6 separate regions of the Mus musculus genome follow, and all the other regions are linked to region 1. The links are chromatin contacts, called in public ChIA-PET, Hi-C, HiChIP or PLAC-seq and Micro-C maps. All regions are on one chromosome and are shown on one strand. The core of a region is the stretch at or near the end of the contact, and the rest is flanking DNA. Distances in the headings are between cores, read along the strand shown.

Region 1 (2,700 bases), core at 108-2,607:
AACTCTAGTGCCAGGAGATCCGACGCCCTCTTCTGGCTTTTAGATGAACTGCATGCATGTAGTACACAGATAAACACACAACTACCCATACATATAAGTACCGTTATTTTATTTTTAGGGTCTTGTGCATGCTAGGCAAGCACTTTACCACTGATCAGTAGTCCAAGCCTCACACATACATGAAAAATAAAATCTTTACATTATCATCATCATCATCAACAACAATAAATAAAATTGCCAATCTTGTGCTTTACAAAAACTGTGGGTTAAAAAAATAACCCTCTAAAAATGTAGAAACGGAAAACTATAGAGAGAGTCGACCACAGATGATCTTAGTCCTTCCTGTTGTGATTCTCATATGCAAAAAGAAAAAAAAAAGGTTCTTAAAAAAGCATGTTTTTTTCCCAATGAAACTAGACCCTTGCAATTTTGTACTTCTTCATTTGGGTTTGCCTATAAACTGAGTGGCTAATAGCTGCAACCCTTGTTGCTTTTTTTAGCTACAGCAATTCTTGACATCTGTTTGTGTTTAAATGATGACACAACATCAGAACACGCCGTGTCATCGTGTCACATTGTTATAGCACAACAAGAAAATTACAGCTCCCCAACAATAACATGGTGTCAGAAGTGTCCGCTTGGCGGTGAGTCAGTGCTCTAGAAGTTACAAGCTATTTTTAGCTCATCCAGTGCTTCTGAAGCTTGGGTTCTTAAGTCCTAGAGATGCAGAAAATCTAGGGGTGCAGTGGGAACAGGCCTTCCTTGGTTTCCAAGTACCCTTCTCTGGAAGGTATGGCTCCCCACCTTCCTGTCCTGGCCACATCAAACACGGATTCCATTGGGAAATTGCATGCATTTAAGGCTGGATTCCCAGTTCTTTTGCGCCAGGCCAGCATCCCTGTGGAGGAGTAGAAACTATAATTATCTTCCCGTCTGGGGTAAGCCCTAGGTTGACATCTCCCAGGTGACCCCAATGCACCCGGAGCGCAGTTCCTTGGCTGCTTAGGCGCGCGGTGCAGGCAGTCCCTGCGGGTCCCTGGGTCCTCTGAGACCCTTATCCGGGAAGACCGGTCCCCAATCTCCAACTCCAGGACGCGCGGCGGCGTTGCCATAACAACCGGCGCGCGCAGCCTCAGCGGAGGAAGTGACGAGAGTGGGTTGGCTGTTGTTGGGACACGTGACCAGGGTAGTGTTTTGACAGGGCAAACAGTGAGAGAAAGAGTAAAGAGCGAGCGAGCGAGGCGGGCAGGCAGCGGGGACGGTGGATGCGCGGGCGCAGCGTCTCGGCGTCTCGGCGTCTCGGCGGCCGCGGGGTAGATGCGCGCTGCGCTCGGGGAGGCGTGGCTCGGAGCACGGAGTGTGATGTGAGCGGCCGGGCGGCCGCAGAGAGCAGTGCCGGGAGGAGGAGCGAGGGGTCCCGGAGGGCGGCGAGCGGGCGGGCCATGGGAGCCGTTCCCGGGTGGGTTGAGCCACGCGTGGGTCGGCGCGGCTGAGGACATGCCCAGACTCTGCTGCTGACCGGCTCCGGCTGGAACCCGGCTACTGAAGCCTCGGAGGGGCTAGCCAGAGGGGATCCCCCGCAGGTGAGGCCCGGGGGGCTGCGGGGGCTGCTGCGCCCGAGCCCCTGCGGGGGTGCCTCGGTGCCCAGAGGCTACTGGACCGAGGGCTGCCTTAGCTCCTGTGGCCCGACTCTTCCTCCTCTGTGCCTGTACCTCCAGGGCATAAATAGATCCTGCTGGTGCTTCCGAGACGCTGTGTCAGAGGAGGACACCTTGGCCTGGAGAGCCCAGGGGCGGGGAACAGGGGTGCTAGGCCCGAGGACGCCGGGGGAGGCGGTGCGCAGACTTGAGCTGCTTTTTTTCGCCTTTCCTTCAGACCTGCCCAGGGTTCTGTCACCGCAGGTCTGCACCAGGAAGAGGCCCAACTTAGTAGTTTTCTTGCAAGATCCGGGGGAATTAAGACCCGTCTTTCTTTTTCTTTCTTATTTTTTTTTTTTTATGTTTATTTTGCTCTCTTAGCGTTTGGAAAACGAAGCAGAAGCCGTTGAGTCAGCCGTGTGCCGGTTGGAAGAACCCACACCTGTGTTTTACAGCACTTTGGGTGGAAATTGGATGCCAAAATGAAGCCAGACCGAGGTAAATGATTTATTTAAGTAGAGCTTGAGTTGTGTTTTGTTTCTCTGTCTCCTTCGGTGTTAACCTAATTTTCCGCAGGATCAACCATTCCTGTGTCAGACGTGACGAACTGTCTCTCTGAAGATACCAGACGCTGAGGGGAAAAAAAAGATGGACTTATGGAGTAGGTGGTTAAAGTCAGATGGGAAGGACCTGTTCTTAGAGAGTGTTTAGCAGGATGAAGGGGTCAAAGGAAGTGTTTGTTAGTGGCCACAGGCTTAGTATCCTTTTTAGTTGCAGTTCTTCAATTTTTTTAGGTGAAGTCAATCCAACTTCAGAAAAGTTTGTCAACTTTTGAAACTTGAGTTTGAACTTGATAAAAAGTAATATTTGTAGCCATTTGCATTTCATTCGCTGTTTGTTTGGGGTTTTTTTGGTGTGTTTTGTTTGTTTGTTGTTTGTTTTATAGATAGGGTTTTGTCAAGTTGTCTAGGCTGGCACAGGTCTTACCATGTAACCCAGGTAGGCCCAGAAGTCCCTAAGGATCCTTTTGCCTTCACCTGAAAAGCAGCATTACAGGCAATGT
Region 2 (2,700 bases), core at 53-2,552, 310 kb after region 1:
GAAGTCAAAGAAGTGTGGAGGAGGGGGTGCGGTTGTATGGATGGATTGGAGCAGGCCTGCTGGCTTCTACAGCCAGAGTGAAGAGACTCAAAAAGACACAGCCAGGCCTCTAGGCATCACTGCAGCAGGGAGGGTGTCACCACAGCCTCCTGCTCTACTCCAGCCTTAGTTCCAATCACAAGGCCTGAATATCTCACACAGTCTTGGACAGACTTGGCCAGATGGGGCGGTATTAACTTTGGATGCCTGATGGGGCTTGTGTTTGTTTCTTGAAGGAGGATGACAGTCACCTGAAGGTGTTCTGTGAGCTCTTGGGCCTGGAGACCAGCAAAGTGGCTCAGTGGCTGTGCAACAGAAAAATTGTGACCTCCTCGGAAACTGTGGTAAAGCCCATGACCAGGCCTCAGGCCATCAACGCCAGGGATGCGCTGGCCAAAAAGATCTACGCTCACCTGTTCGACTTCATTGTCGAGCAAATCAACCAGGCGTTGCACTTCTCAGGCAAGCAGCACACTTTTATTGGTGTTTTGGACATTTATGGGTAAGATTCTCTTCTGCCTGCCTGCCTTTCCTCGTTTAAATGTCAAACGCCCTGTTGTTTTTAAGTTGCACCCTTCCACTTGTCTTGCTTGTTTTGAAGATGATTTTATTTTTCTTTGCTGAATGGAGAGATGTTAAATATAGCTCCTGGGTCATGGTGTCCTTTCTGTAGAGTGTGCGTTGAATAAATGACAAACTGGGACTAGGGAGATTTCTTAGCCAGCAAAATGCCTGCTATATAAACATTTAAGTTTGGATCCCGTCATTCATGTAAAAAGCCAGGCAGGGCACAGGGGAGGCAGAGGATGGCCAGCATAGCTGACCTGATGGGCTCTAAGTTCAACTAAAGACCCTGTCTCAAAGCGTTAGGCTGAGAATAATAGTGAGAGATACCCAACATCGACCCCTGCCTTCCATGTGCGTACGTGTATGGCCACATACAGCAGCACACGTATACAATAAATGCTAACTAATAATGGCTGCCAAACTCCATTGTGTGACAGACAGGTCCTGTGGTAAGTGGCTTCTTGGTCTTCAAGCCACCTGGAAGCACCCCCATGTTAGGTAACAACCAAAGCTTGGAAGAATTAAGCTGTTCACAGCAGGTCCCTTGGCAGGGGGATGTGAGCCATGTCAGTCCCCTACAGGTCCCTGAGGTACTGAGCCCTGTCATACCCTCCTGTTCCCCAGGGGCAGTGCCAGTTATGGCTGCTTGGCGTCCTCCCAGTCTGCCTGGCCTGCTGTCTCCTGCCCTCACACACCTGTGTTCCTGTCCTTTCCTGAGAGATAAGGGCTTGGGTCGCCCCACCCCTTCTTTAATTGTCCCACCCCTTCTTCAAACAGCGCAAAGCTTGGGCCACTTTGGAGTTTGGTTTCATCTTTCTCTCTGCCCTGTCCTGCTTTTCTGATCCGGGGTCCAGCTCCTGTTGAAGGTGCTTGCTGAAGGCAGGGTGGAAGCTGGCATGGAGGTGATACCAGGTGGCTTTCTAGTTGTCAGAAACCCCCCTCTCCTGTCCCTGTTCCTGCCAGGCTCTTAGGACTGCACTGGCTTCTCCACAGGACACTGGGAAGATTATCCCAGCAAAGACTTGATGCTTTCCGTCAGTTAGGGGCTCTTCCCCACATGGAGGGAGGGGACTGGGCCTTCACATGGAGGGAGGGACAGTCCATCAACTTTTCACCCAGGTAGAGAGCCAGCTGTTCCAATACCTGTTCCAGATGTTGAGGGGAGATACTGAAGGGAGTGACTGTTTAATATAGATTTTAACTGATTACTCATGGCTCGCAAGAAAACCTAGCAACAGTTTGAAAATACTAATACAGGACTGGATTAGGCTAGTAAATTATTTACCTTATCTTATCCCAAGAAATAATTTGAGTAACCAGTAAAAAATTGAATAAAATTGGAAAATAATAGAATAGCCTGGCTTAAAAATCTTACATTGAGGTGGGGAGTGTTTGCTGTATCTTCCAGAACTTGCCTTTAAAAACGGTGGACTTCTTAGCTTAGGAATATATTTCTTCATTTTTTTTTAATGATTTATTTTTATAGATATGTGTATGTATGTGTGTACACGTCCATTTGTGCCTATGTGGGTGTAGTACCCATAGAGTCCAGCAGAGGGTATCCTATTCCTGGCACTGGAGTTACAGGCAACTGTGAGCCACTCAACATGGGTACTGGGAACTGAACTCTGTCCCTCTGCATGAACAGTACGCCCTGTTAACTACAGAGCCACTTGTTTATACTTTTACCTAACAAATAATTACTTGCCAGGCACTGTGTGATGGAAGGCCTTCTGGGACGTCATTTTACTAGTGAAGGAGGCAAAGAAGTCAGGGTGATTACTGTGAGAGAAATAATGTGTGCACTTGTGTGCACGCATGTGTACATGAGTGTACGTGTGTTCGTGTGTGTGTGTGTGTGTGTGTGTGTGTGTGTGTGTGAGCGCGCGCTCGTGTGAGTGTGTGCGTGAGTATTAGGATGGGAAAGGGAATTCAGATCCACAGAGTTTGAGACCACTGTAATGAAGAACTTGGGTCTTGCAGCTAAGCAGCCTATTATATGATAAAAGTGTTTACACCTTTAAAAACTTCTCAGAGTCCATTAAATTTTCTAGTTGGAAAATGATACTCTTGCGTAGCGGTTATTAAAATGGT
Region 3 (2,700 bases), core at 25-2,524, 490 kb after region 1:
AATACTACTGAAAGCTTCATCCTTAGTAATCCAGGCTGTCTTTGTGGCCCCAGCTGGCCTCAAATTCTCAGTTGTCTTCCTGCCTCAGCCTCCCATATTGGGATTTCTAGTCCTAAATCTTTTATTTTTCCCCAGTGCAGATTGAATTTGAACCCTCACTCATAATAGGCAAGCTCTGTACAGAGCTACTTTCCATGTGCCTAGAGGCCAAAGGCCGATTTCCAGTGTATTCTTGAAATGCTCTTCACCCCACCAGGCAGCACCTTACTTTTTTTTATTTTTTTTCCCCCAGACAGAATCTCTATGTATAGCCCTGGCTGTCCTGCTGTCCTGGAACTCGCTATGTAGACCAGGCTGGCCTAGACACCACCATCCAGCATCTGTATTTTAAGACAAGGTCCTTTATTGGACCTGAGAGCTGGGATTACAGATGTTGGAAGCCGTGCCTGAGTTTAAGTAGGTGCTGGATTTTCGGAAAACAGATCTTTAGTCTTTAAGGGCAAGTCATTTACCGACAAGCGATCTCACCAGGTCTTTTTTTTTTTTTTTTTTTTTTTTTTTAAAGATTTATTTATTTATTGTATGTAAGTACACTGTAGCTGTCTTCAGACACTCCAGAAGAGGGAGTCAGATCTCATTACAGATGGTTGTTAGCCACCATGTGGTTGCTGGGATTTGAACTCCAGACCTTTGGAAGAGCAGTCGGGTGCTCTTACCCACTGAGCCATCTCACCAGCCCTTTTTTTTTTTTTTTTTTTAAGGGTGGGGGTTCTCAAGGATCCCACGCTGCTCTTGAAGTTGCTATGCAGTTGATGATGAATTTGGGTTTCTGACCCTTTGCTTCTAGAGTGCTGGATTACAGGCGTGCACCACTAACTACTCCAGGCTAGAGCTCTCAATGACTTATTTCTTATTCTTCTGCCACAGGATCTACGTATGTAGACATATGCTGGCTGGCTGGCTGGAACTCGCTTTGTAGACGAACCTGGCCTGGTATTCACAGAGATCTGCCTCCCCAGAGCAGAGCGACCACACCCACCCTCAACTATTTTTAAGAAACCTGGCCGCAGCTGACAGGTCGTAAACAAGTCTGACCCGCATCCCAAGCTCCGCACAGCGTGCGAGCGGGCTAACGGAGTAGCGGGCGAGCGCAGACACCGGGGCGGGGGTGGAGGGGGTGGGGGCGGAGCCAGCCGAGTGCTGGAGAAAACTAGGTCACAAAAGTAAAGTAGGTCTTTGTGCGGCTCTTTACGACACGTCGTGTTTGGACGGGTCTGGCCGTAAAGCAGGCTCGAGCCGAGCAAGCCAAGGCCGCGGACCAAGCTGCTATGGCGGACATGGAGGACCTCTTCGGGAGCGAAGCTGAGAGCGAGGCCGAGCGCAAAGGTGCGGCGGACGGGCGGGCGGGCGGGCGGGCGAGCTCCGCGGATGGGCACATGGGGCGTCGGGTTGCTTTTCGGCCGGAGGCGCGGCGCCGGGCAACGCGAAGTCCCCAAGCTCTTGCCCAGCGCCCCCTGCATGCCCGGCGGTGCCCGCCTCTCCCGGGGAGACCGCCGCGGAGTCAGTGCCTGGAGGATCAGGGACCGGCCTGGACTCCTGGGGGAGCAGAAGGGAGGACGTGTGGCCTGCGCCCCTCCGTGCATACATGGCCAATTGAAAGGGTGGCTGGCAGTGAATGAGTGGAGACATGTTCAACTGCCCATCGGGCGCGGTAACGCCCCGTGTGAAAGGGCGAGTTGATGGGAGAGTGTAGATGCCCCTGAAGGGTCTGGGAGGGATCAGGTTGGAGTTCTACAGAAGGACTACGCACTGGCGATGGGTGCCCTTGGAGAGCCTGTGCGGAAAGCCAGTTTCCTTGTCTGTGATGTAAGAATGGGGAAACTTGTGGAGTGTTTGGAGAGGAGTGACAGGATTTGGTGATGAATGAATGAATGATGGTTCATGGGGGGCATTTCTGGCACAGGTCTACGAATATCTGAATTTGAGATGTGAATAGAAGAATGAGGAAAGATCCGAGATGAACTTCAGAATTCTTGCAGCCCCCCCAGGCCCAAATTAACTTCTATACATGTCATTTTCCTTGCCCCTCCCCCCATTCGTCACCAACTCCAGTTTGTATGTAATTACTCCAGTTGTGGAGGGAGCACTAAGTAAAAGTACAGAGAACTAAACTCTTCCTGTGCCCGGCTTTGCTCATAGTTTATTCTCTGTGTCTTCGAGGCACAATTCTGTGTACACCTTCCCATGTTTTCCATGAAGCGTTTCATTCATTCAGTAAACAAGGATCCCTATCATCTCCTGGCCACCTTGCTAGGGGTTGGGAATGTAATCATGAGAAGACAGGTTCCCGCTCCCCAGCTTAGTGCTTAACGCTTAGTGCTTTTTTGCATCCACTGGTGAAAGCGTCGTTTAGTAAGATGTACCTGTAGTGCTTTCTCATAGCCACCCATAGCTTAGGGAAGTGGAGTGTACAGATGATTGCAGTTCTACGCTTTCTTCCCCTCCCCTTTCTTCCCTTTTAAAAACTTCTTTTAAGGTCATGGCAGTTTTCTTCCATTTTACCATTGAGTTAGTGGACTCTCCAAGACTGACTTTCAGGGTCTGGTGTCCTGTCTTTGACAACTGCTCTTAGTCTTGAAGTTGCTACGGATGTGACAGGGTAGAACTTGGTAGGTCTGCCTGATTGTCTGCTTACCTGCC
Region 4 (2,700 bases), core at 175-2,674, 460 kb after region 1:
GACAGAACGTCAAAACCCAGAATTTTACCAAAATAAAAACGCTAGAATAATCAACAATTTATTCTGAAGCTAGCTGCTCTTCGTTTGATGGCCTGAGAACGTTTTTATTTCCCCCTCTGACAATCATCTATCTGTATCCATAAAAAGTTAATACTGCCTCCGGACTCTTAGCAACGAACACGAACTGTTTAGATACTGTAAAGAGACCTAACTCCCCTTTACCAAGTCCCTGCGCTCCATCTTTCCTACTTTCAAGTCAAAGAAAGGTAAAACACGAAAGCGATCTAAAGGAGCTTGCTGCACGCAGCTTCCCCAAGGCACCTGAGCCGGAGAGCCAAAGCCAGGCAGGAACAAAAGGCGGCCGAAAGCCCTCCACTCCTCACAACTCCCAAGTCCGATCATAACAAGCTCCAAGTGAGGAGGCCTGTAACCGGTAACGTACGTTTTCATCAGGGTGTTTTTCCGGATCACACCTTAACGTCCGGAAAGGTGTCAGGAGCCCTGTCTCAGGCCGGTCCCCGGCACCTCGTGGACCGCCAGGCACAAACTTGGGCGGACTTAGGGGCAGGAGCAGAGCGCTACGCAACGTGCCGGAGACTTTGCCCGGCCGGAGTCAGCTGAGGCCGAGTCACCCGGGCAGGCTGGGGAGGGGAGGAGACAGGAGAGCTTGAGGGAGGCAGCGAGCCAGGAAGGCAAGCCTCCACCGCCTCAAGCGCTCCTGGACCACCGCCCTCGCCTGCGCGTTGGCGGGGACTCGAACCCGCGGAACCGGGCGCGGGCGGCGGGGACTCGAACCCGCGAAGCGCAGCCCGGTGCAGGCGGCGGGGGCCCGCCAGCTATGCCTGCGGCCGGCTGCCCGGCGAGGGGCGTGCCGGGTGGGAGGGGCGCGCCGGCCGCGCCGCCAGCCCCACGCGGGGACCTGGCCCTCGCAGCCGGCCGCGCCGCCCGGGCTGAGCGGGCACACGGAACAAAAGCGTCTTTGTTGAGCGGCGGCCGCCCGGAGGGTCACACACAATGGACGCGGGAGCCGGCGCCGCCGCCGGGCCCTCTGCCGCTCCCTCCCGCGCCGGCCCGCACCCGGCCACACACACATACACACTCACGGGACTTCTCCGACTCATCGACAGAGTGCAGGGCCCGCGGACAGCCCTCAAGGTCGGCTCAGGTCTCCGGCTGTGCTGGCGGCAGCGGCGTTTCCGAGGCTCTCGCTTTGCCGCAGTCGCCGCCATGTAACCCCGACCCGCCAGAGAGGGCGCGGAGAGAAGGCGGGGCCTCGCAGAGGCACGCCCCCTCACGTCACAGGCTCACTCCACGGCGGCCCCGCCCCCGCCAGCCGGGGAGCCGCACGCGCCGGAATTTCCAACGCCCGTGACTGCGCGCGCCGCGGGGGCGGTCGGAGCTGCACGCGGCCTGCTGGCGGGTACACCCCGGCCTCAGCTGAACCACCGCCCAGAGTGTCGTACCAAGTGACCCGACAGGGCGAGCGTCTGAACGGCTGCTGGGTCCCGTGCTGTCGGGAGGAAGTGGGCGAAGGCGAATATGCTAGGCCAGATTGTTGAGCAGATAAGCTCAGGGTGGTGTTGGGAAGGCCCCTGGGATCGGTCCCCGGGGTCCGTTGGCTGCTTCTAGAAGCATCCGCGGTAACCAGGGAGGTGAATGAGTGAGGGGTCCTGGGAAAACTGAGCAAAAGCTCAGTCAGCAGGGTGGCTGGCTTGTTGAGATCGCTGAGACCAGCCAGAGTTTGACATAGGCGTGCTGAGAAAGGTAGATAGCTGCCCTTCCAGTGCTTAGATGAAATTTAAGTATTTAGGAACTTAGATATAAAAAGCACAGGGTTTGCCTGGGAGTAGTGGCACATGAGTTAACTAGTCTATGTAGTGCCAGGACAGCCTATGCTATATAATAGACCCTGTCTCAAAAGGCTGGGAGAGCTTGTTGTTGTACCCCTGTGATCCCTGTCTTGGAGACCAGAAGGATTAGAAGATACAGTTAATCCTTGGCTGCATAGTGAGTTCAAAGCCAGCCCAGACTACTGAGACCCCGCCTCACAAAAAAGAAAAATGAGAGGTTCGGTTAGCCCTTTCTATCAGTGGTAATTGACCATCCTAAAGAAAATATGGCCACTGCAGTCCATGATCCACTGTAAGCAGCAAACCCCTTTCAGAGATGACACAGTCACTTGAAGTTAAGAGCTTGAGAGGAGCTTCAATGTTTCCTAATACAGAGATACATTAAAATATATGCTTTGTGAGACAGCATCTCTCTATAACTCAGCCTGCCCTAGCACACCTAATCTCCCTGCCTTAGCTTCCCCAGAGCTTGGATTATAGGCTTAGGCAGCTGAGCCCAGCTCTATTATATTTAAAGCAATACCATCTGAATACCAGGAGAAGAGCAGTAATGCCTACAGAAAGCGAGATTTACAGCTGTTGAGTGCAGCCGGCACTGTGAAGTTCTGCTCCACCGACCCACTCTGTCCTCCCTCTAGTTCCTCCTGATGGACTCTGGGACCTCCATCTTCCTCTAATGGCTGGACCCCCCGGGGTGGTGGTGGTGGTGAGCATAAATAGCAAGCCGTATGCTTTCTCTCAGAAAGTTTATAATGCATCTCTGCTGACTTCCATTAAAGCCAGCCATATTGCTTTATAGGAGTCAAAGGAGTCCACGATGTTAAGTGTTTGTGGAATCTTAAAAGAGAGG
Region 5 (2,700 bases), core at 131-2,630, 330 kb after region 1:
AGGGTGGATTTCTGAGAACTTAGAAGGGCCAGCACTTGACAGAATATGCCAGGTCTTTGCTGGGGGACATACATCCCACCCAGGGAACAATATGGCCCCCAGGCATGGCTTTGAGATCGCAACACTCCAGCACCTAGTGTGACTTGAAGTCCAGCCTCTCTGTCCTGTGCTCTGTGATCTTCATAGAGTTTCTCACACTGGGTGATCTAAGACATGGATTTTAGACTAAGAGAACAGGAAGCTGGCTACAGCGATGGCCCCAGTGGGTCCTAACACACCTCTTCCTTTGGTGTGGAGGTAGCTCCTCAATTTTTTCATAATATTGTATATTGTCTTGTTCAAAGACTATAAGAACAATTCTAAGTTAGATTTTCTCCTTTTACCATCTAGAGTTCTTGAAAAAGGTTTTGAGCTGAAAACACAAGCCTATGAGAAACAGATAGAGTCTCTGAGAGAAGAGATTAAAGCCCTCAAGGACGAGAGGTCGCAACTGCATCACCAGCTGGAGGAGGGACAGGTCACCTCTGACCGCCTGAAGGGGGAGGTGGCCCGCCTAAGCAAGCAGGCAAAGGTGTGTGCTGCCTTCTAGCTCCTCCAGAGATGCCCTTGATCTTCACAGAAACAGTAGAAATGCAGAGATTTGGGTACAGAGGGACCCCAGTGGGCTGTTCTTTTGTTAAGAGATTTATTAACACCAAAGAGGGGTTCTAAAGAGAGCTCAGAAGAGGCGTTGCTAGGGAACCCCTTCTTACAGATTCAGGCAAAATGAGGAGGATGGGTAGCCTGTACCCAGGTTATCCTGGATTCCTGGGTGGCAGGGGAGGAGGTATTGGTTCAGCCCTTTAGCTAAGTAAGATGTGTCCATCATACAGGAGGTGCCCCCTGTAACTCTGTCTTGCTAGGGTGTTTGGAAACAACCTTTGGGGAAGTGAGAGTCTGAGTCACAGAGGGTGCTCTCCTTTCTAGCCCCATCTTACTTTAACATCTATATATTCCCAAGGGATCAGACAACAGGAGCATCCATACAGACTGAAGGCACACAGCACCCGGGTACTCAGTTCTCTCCGTCCCAGCCTCTGGGCTGTCTGAAAATGTATTTCATATTTGAAAAGTCAGGTTCTAACACTCTAAGATTGTAACTATACAGTTACTTAAATAGATTGACTAAAAGAATACTACCTATTTAAGTTATAAATTCAGGTGAACCCTTATTGTTTATCATATTATAAACTTATGAATTCTTGTACTGAAGTGAAATTGTTGCTATCCACCATTTACACTGTTACATGAAAATTCACATGGGTGATCAGGAGGACTTCAGGTCTGGGGATGCAGCCTGATTAGTAGACTGCCTTTTTAGCACACAGGAGGCTCCAGCTTTGACTCCCAGAGCACCAAAGTCAGAAACAGTGTCGCACTTCTGTAATCCTAGCATGTGGGTGCTGGGAATCAAGCCCATGCCCTTTGGAAGAGCAGCCAGTGCTCTTAACTGTAGGGCCATCTCTCCAGGCTGATCTTAAATCGGGGGAACTGTGAGCCTGCACTTGGAGGGAGGCACCAGTAGATGTCACTCTCTTCCTCTGATGCTTTAAGAGGTCTGGTTTTCAGAGCTCTTGAAGGTCATTGTCAAGCTCTCTGTGATGCGATCTGAAGAAAATAAGGAAGTGTAAACATTACCTGAAATATGTAAAGAACCAAGAAAAGAACCAAGGCTTCAGCCTGGGCAGTCCTGTGAGCTTGACACATGATCCCAAATGTGTCATTTAACCTTCAGTTCATTTTCTAATCGATGCGGGCTCAGCTTGTTCCACTCACTTCGAGGCCTGCTAGGAGGACTAGGTGTCGAAGTGGAGCACTAGTATTTGATCCCCTCCCTCTCTGAATTGGGAGCTAGAACCTGTCAATACTCCGAATAACAATATTTGAGGAGGGCTTTTTACCCCTGCTACCCCTGAGAATATCTCTATCTGTCTTAGCTACAAAATATGAAAAATACCTTCCTCGAGATGAACTTGCAGAGTGAACAGAGGTGGATGCAGCCCCTTTAACAAGCAGAGATGCTCATGGGAAACTGTCCCTGGTGGTCTTCCCAGGCTGCTTAGCCTCCCCTGCCTCTGTGACAAAACGCCTCCTAGCAATGTACCTTCGCCTTCCGACCTGCAGTTTTACCCGTCTTGCCCTCTGCCTGTCTCATGGCAAACTTGTGATTGTTTCCTTCCGTTACAACAGGGAAGCTCATTCCTGCATCCAGGTAGGCCTGCAAACAGTTGCACAGTTGAGCTGCTTCAGGGCAAGATGTGAGGCTGTGAGAGTAGATAAGATTCCTGCTAGGAAGCCGCATGGAGGCGGGAGGCCACCATATGCTCTGTGACGGGGTGTGCCCTTGCCTGATGAGAAGTGTAACGGCTGTTTTCTCTGCACTGGATCTGTTTGCGGCTCTGATTTAGACCATCTCTGAGTTTGAGAAGGAGATAGAGCTGCTGCAAGCCCAGAAGATAGATGTGGAAAAGCACGTGCAGTCACAGAAACGGGAGATGAGAGGTACCAGGGGCATGGACTGGTTACTGGGTAGTCTGGGCAGCTTGCTAGTTGGATACCTAAGAGGGTGGCCAGCTGGTAGGCCGTAGAAACAACTGCAGAGATGCCATGGGGGTGAAGTCATGCCCAAATTCAATGTCTGCTGCTCTCTCTTTCCTTCTA
Region 6 (2,700 bases), core at 179-2,678, 280 kb after region 1:
GTGACAACCTAATGAGTCCCCAGTCTGAAATATATATCCATTCACAAATTAATAAAACAGCCCATTCAAAAAAATCTTATTGTGATGCACCATATCAGATAAGAACAAAACCCAGCCGGGCTGTCATCAAGCTTGGTTCTCCTGCCTCAGTCCCCTGGGGCTAGAACCTCCCTCACTGCCCACCTGGCCTGGTTATTTATCATTTCTGACATGAATCCTCATTTTGTTTTTTATTCAGCATTTGTCACGTCACCAATGTCACTTTTGCCATTTTTCTGTTTCACAGCGTGGGGCTCTATGGACAGACTCCATTAGACTCCATTACCCTCGCACCCATTCTCATATGCCTAGTCCACTGTTTTAATGACTGTAGTTTGTTTTTCCCATGAATATGTGGCAGGGCAGAGCTGGGGCAGTAGCTTAGTCTATGAAGTACTTGCAGTGCAAGCCTGAGGGCGGGCCTTCAAACCCCTCCCCCCCCCCCCAATCTACATTTTAAAAGCCGGTGTTGTGGGCGCTGTAAAGCCAGAGGAGACAGAGACACTAGGAGTTCTGGGGCTCCTGGGTCAGCCTAACTCAGTGAACCCCAGATCCCAGTGAGAGATTCTGGCTTTAAAATAACAAGGACCAGGGCTAGAGAGAAGGCTTAGTGAGTGGTTAAGAGCATTGACCTCTCTTCCAAGGGTCCGGAGTTCGATTCCCAGCAACTCCATGCTGGCTCACAACCATCTGTAATGGGATCTGATACCCTCTTCTGGAATATCTAGAGACAGCTATAGTGTACTCATATAAGTAAAATAAATAAATCTTTTAAAAAAAGAAAAGAAAAACGAAAATGGGCAGCTCCCAAGGAAGGCCAGCAGGATAGGATCTCTTTTCTCTTTGTGGTGAAAAATAGTCTTAGCTGTTCAAGTACTTCTAACCCAAATAAAATATAAAAATAATGTCAGTTCGCAAACATGCTGCCAGGATTTTTAACCCAGTGTCATGGACCTATGTATTAATTTTGGTGACATCAACACCTTTTGAATGTTAAATATTCACATCCGTCCAAAAGGCCCGTACTTATTCAGCCCTCTGGTGTGTCCTGTAAGAGAGGTAGAAGCAAGCTCGCCATAAAGGTCAAACAAGGTTTTTAGTAGCGTAATCTCTGGGTGCATTTTCTTTGATCCGTATCTTACTTTCCATGGCATATAAAATGTTCGCAGGACAACGACTTTTTTCTTTTATCCGACCCCTTCCTCAATTTAGAAGTTCTGTTAGCTCACTGATTCTTTGGTTTTTCTTTGCTGCTGCTGGCTGCTGTAAGGGAGCGGGAACTTGGGCGGGACCCCTGGAGGTTTCTTTGACCTGTTACCTGGACCGGGCCAATGGCAACGCGGGCTGCCGGCAAGCACCAATCCCGCTGCTAACCCTCACCCCGCCACCAACCCCAGTCCGGGCGCCAGAGCCCTCGGGGGAAGGGAGCCGTGGCACTCGGGAAAACTTCTGCACAAGATGGCCAGGCGCTGAGTGCCTGGGCGCGCACAGTCCCCTGCAGCAACAGCAGCAGAGAGGAGGTCCATGGCGGTGGCCGAGCTCTACGCGCAGGTAGGGGCGCGGGGACGCACCTGTGCACCTGCCCAGACGGGTAGATGAGCGGAGGCCGGGAGCAGCTGCCAGCTCCGCCCGGGCCCCCTGCGGGTGGGCAAACCCAACGGAGGGCTGCTGTCCCCACGCCGGGTAGCTAGATCACCCAGACCCTTCGTCCCGCCACTGATGGAATCTGAGTCCCGCAGTGGGCAGGAGCTTCGATCTGGCACCACAAACTTTGTTAACCAGCGTTGTAACCTTCCAGGCCCTCGGAGTCTGGAGGACTCCGGCAAGATTGGCGGTGTTTTCTAGAATGCTGGTGCGCTTCCCTGTGCAGGCGAAGGAAGACACTCGGGGGATCCACCTGGAGTTGCCCGGTCTGAGCACAGGAACCAGCAGCCCAGAGTCCCAGGCCCCGGGTGCTGTTGGGCTCTTTTTAACCAGTGTAAGGGTGCATTAACTCAGAGAGCACCTCAGACAGGCCTGACCGGGAGCACATGCATTCTGGAAAACTTCCAGAAGCGAAGAGCTTCATCCTCACCCAGGAAAAAAATGTGAGAAAATGACGCTTTTTAAAAGAGCCATAAAACAGATCCTGCTACACTCTTGTAGGGGAATTTAGACCCTTCAAATTCTGACAGATGGGACTAGAATGGATTCTGTTAGAACATTTACACACACACACACACACAGAGAGAGAGAGAGAGAGAGAGAGAGAGAGAGAGAGAGAGAGAGAGAGAGAGAGAGAGAGAGAGAGAGAGGCGCGCGCATCTTAACTTAATTGGCCGGGGAAGGGGTGGGGGAGGTATTGTTTAGTTTTGGATTTTGTTTGTTGAGACTGTCTCACTGTGTCACCCCAGGTAGCCTGGACATCACTACTGGCTGGAAATCAGGCTGACTTCAAACTCACAGTTTTGTCTGCCTCTGCCTCCAGAGTGCTGAGACTAAAGGTCCATGCTCCACCAAGTTTTTAAGAGAGGTTCTTGCTTTGTGTCCCTGGTTGGAATGGCCCTCCGTCCATAGCTCAGGCTGACTTCAGACTCACGGAGATCTTGCCTCAGCCACGATAGCGATGGTATTACAGACATACCCCACCCCTCCTATCTTTCTGCCTTATATTTAAAAGGC

Evidence for each region. Hi-C and Micro-C count contacts between places; a contact is called where the count stands out from the background. ChIA-PET counts read pairs in DNA pulled down with a chosen protein or histone mark. HiChIP or PLAC-seq counts read pairs in DNA pulled down with a chosen protein or histone mark.
Region 2: a contact with region 1 is called in a Hi-C map of pro-B cells, with 2.6 times the contacts expected there. The contact joins the enhancer-like site here to the promoter of Fam214a in region 1. A contact is called at or near these places in 7 of 39 promoter capture datasets (the C10 cell line, the HPC-7 cell line, embryonic stem cells and 2 more), 3 of 484 Hi-C or Micro-C datasets (CD4 T cells, embryonic stem cells and pro-B cells), 7 of 115 datasets of contacts at active chromatin or transcription factors (bone marrow-derived dendritic cells, embryonic stem cells, epiblast stem cells and 3 more) and 2 of 9 other capture datasets (liver and pancreatic islet).
Region 3: an RNA polymerase II ChIA-PET map of memory CD8 T cells shows a contact between it and region 1, with 48 read pairs. The contact joins the promoter of Leo1 here to the promoter of Fam214a in region 1. A contact is called at or near these places in 4 of 39 promoter capture datasets (the C10 cell line, the HPC-7 cell line, embryonic stem cells and 1 more), 9 of 484 Hi-C or Micro-C datasets (B cells, CD4 T cells, CD8 T cells and 4 more), 8 of 115 datasets of contacts at active chromatin or transcription factors (the 230-238 cell line, astrocytes, epiblast stem cells and 5 more) and 1 of 9 other capture datasets (liver).
Region 4: a Micro-C map of embryonic stem cells shows a contact between it and region 1, with 5 times the contacts expected there. The contact joins the promoter of 4933433G15Rik here to the promoter of Fam214a in region 1. A contact is called at or near these places in 5 of 39 promoter capture datasets (the C10 cell line, the HPC-7 cell line, cranial neural crest and 1 more), 4 of 484 Hi-C or Micro-C datasets (CD4 T cells, CD8 T cells and embryonic stem cells), 4 of 115 datasets of contacts at active chromatin or transcription factors (bone marrow-derived dendritic cells, bone marrow-derived macrophages, memory CD8 T cells and 1 more) and 2 of 9 other capture datasets (adipose tissue and liver).
Region 5: a contact with region 1 is called in an H3K4me3 HiChIP or PLAC-seq map of the 230-238 cell line, with 4 times the contacts expected there. The contact joins the enhancer-like site here to the promoter of Fam214a in region 1. A contact is called at or near these places in 5 of 39 promoter capture datasets (the C10 cell line, the HPC-7 cell line, embryonic stem cells and 2 more), 1 of 15 datasets of contacts at CTCF or cohesin (large pre-B cells), 7 of 115 datasets of contacts at active chromatin or transcription factors (the 230-238 cell line, the NIH/3T3 cell line, bone marrow-derived dendritic cells and 3 more) and 1 of 9 other capture datasets (liver).
Region 6: a contact with region 1 is called in a Micro-C map of embryonic stem cells, with 3 times the contacts expected there. The contact joins the promoter of Myo5c here to the promoter of Fam214a in region 1. A contact is called at or near these places in 2 of 39 promoter capture datasets (the HPC-7 cell line and pre-B cells), 4 of 484 Hi-C or Micro-C datasets (embryonic stem cells and nephron progenitors) and 4 of 115 datasets of contacts at active chromatin or transcription factors (all in embryonic stem cells).

The regions. Positions count from the first base shown.
Region 1 is chr9:74,951,696-74,954,395 of GRCm38.p6, forward strand. Fam214a (family with sequence similarity 214, member A) reads left to right here and starts at 1,358. Exons shown (of 13, transcript NM_001113283.1): 1 at 1,358-1,583; 2 at 2,019-2,135. The coding sequence starts at 2,120.
Region 2 is chr9:75,257,684-75,260,383 of GRCm38.p6, forward strand. It overlaps Myo5c (myosin VC), which reads left to right. Exons shown (of 41, transcript NM_001081322.1): 10 at 276-541. Among named protein-coding and RNA genes, the nearest start is that of Gm33750, 22 kb to the left of the region's middle. Within about 2 kb of position 1,303, at least 15 of the 459 cell types and tissues checked have an H3K27ac peak or open chromatin away from gene starts, as enhancers often do. A contact at or near this core is called in pro-B cells, where this site is marked.
Region 3 is chr9:75,440,250-75,442,949 of GRCm38.p6, forward strand. Leo1 (Leo1, Paf1/RNA polymerase II complex component) reads left to right here and starts at 1,275. Exons shown (of 12, transcript NM_001039522.1): 1 at 1,275-1,386. The coding sequence starts at 1,329.
Region 4 is chr9:75,408,760-75,411,459 of GRCm38.p6, forward strand. It overlaps 4933433G15Rik (RIKEN cDNA 4933433G15 gene), which reads left to right and starts at 1,425. Exons shown (of 4, transcript NR_040719.1): 1 at 1,425-2,007. Mapk6 (mitogen-activated protein kinase 6) reads right to left here and starts at 1,257. Exons shown (of 6, transcript NM_015806.5): 1 at 1,104-1,257.
Region 5 is chr9:75,281,446-75,284,145 of GRCm38.p6, forward strand. Myo5c (myosin VC) reads left to right here. Exons shown (of 41, transcript NM_001081322.1): 25 at 391-571; 26 at 2,448-2,541. Among named protein-coding and RNA genes, the nearest start is that of Gnb5, 23 kb to the right of the region's middle. Within about 2 kb of position 1,381, at least 16 of the 459 cell types and tissues checked have an H3K27ac peak or open chromatin away from gene starts, as enhancers often do. A contact at or near this core is called in the 230-238 cell line, where this site is marked.
Region 6 is chr9:75,230,586-75,233,285 of GRCm38.p6, forward strand. Myo5c (myosin VC) reads left to right here and starts at 1,429. Exons shown (of 41, transcript NM_001081322.1): 1 at 1,429-1,590. The coding sequence starts at 1,564.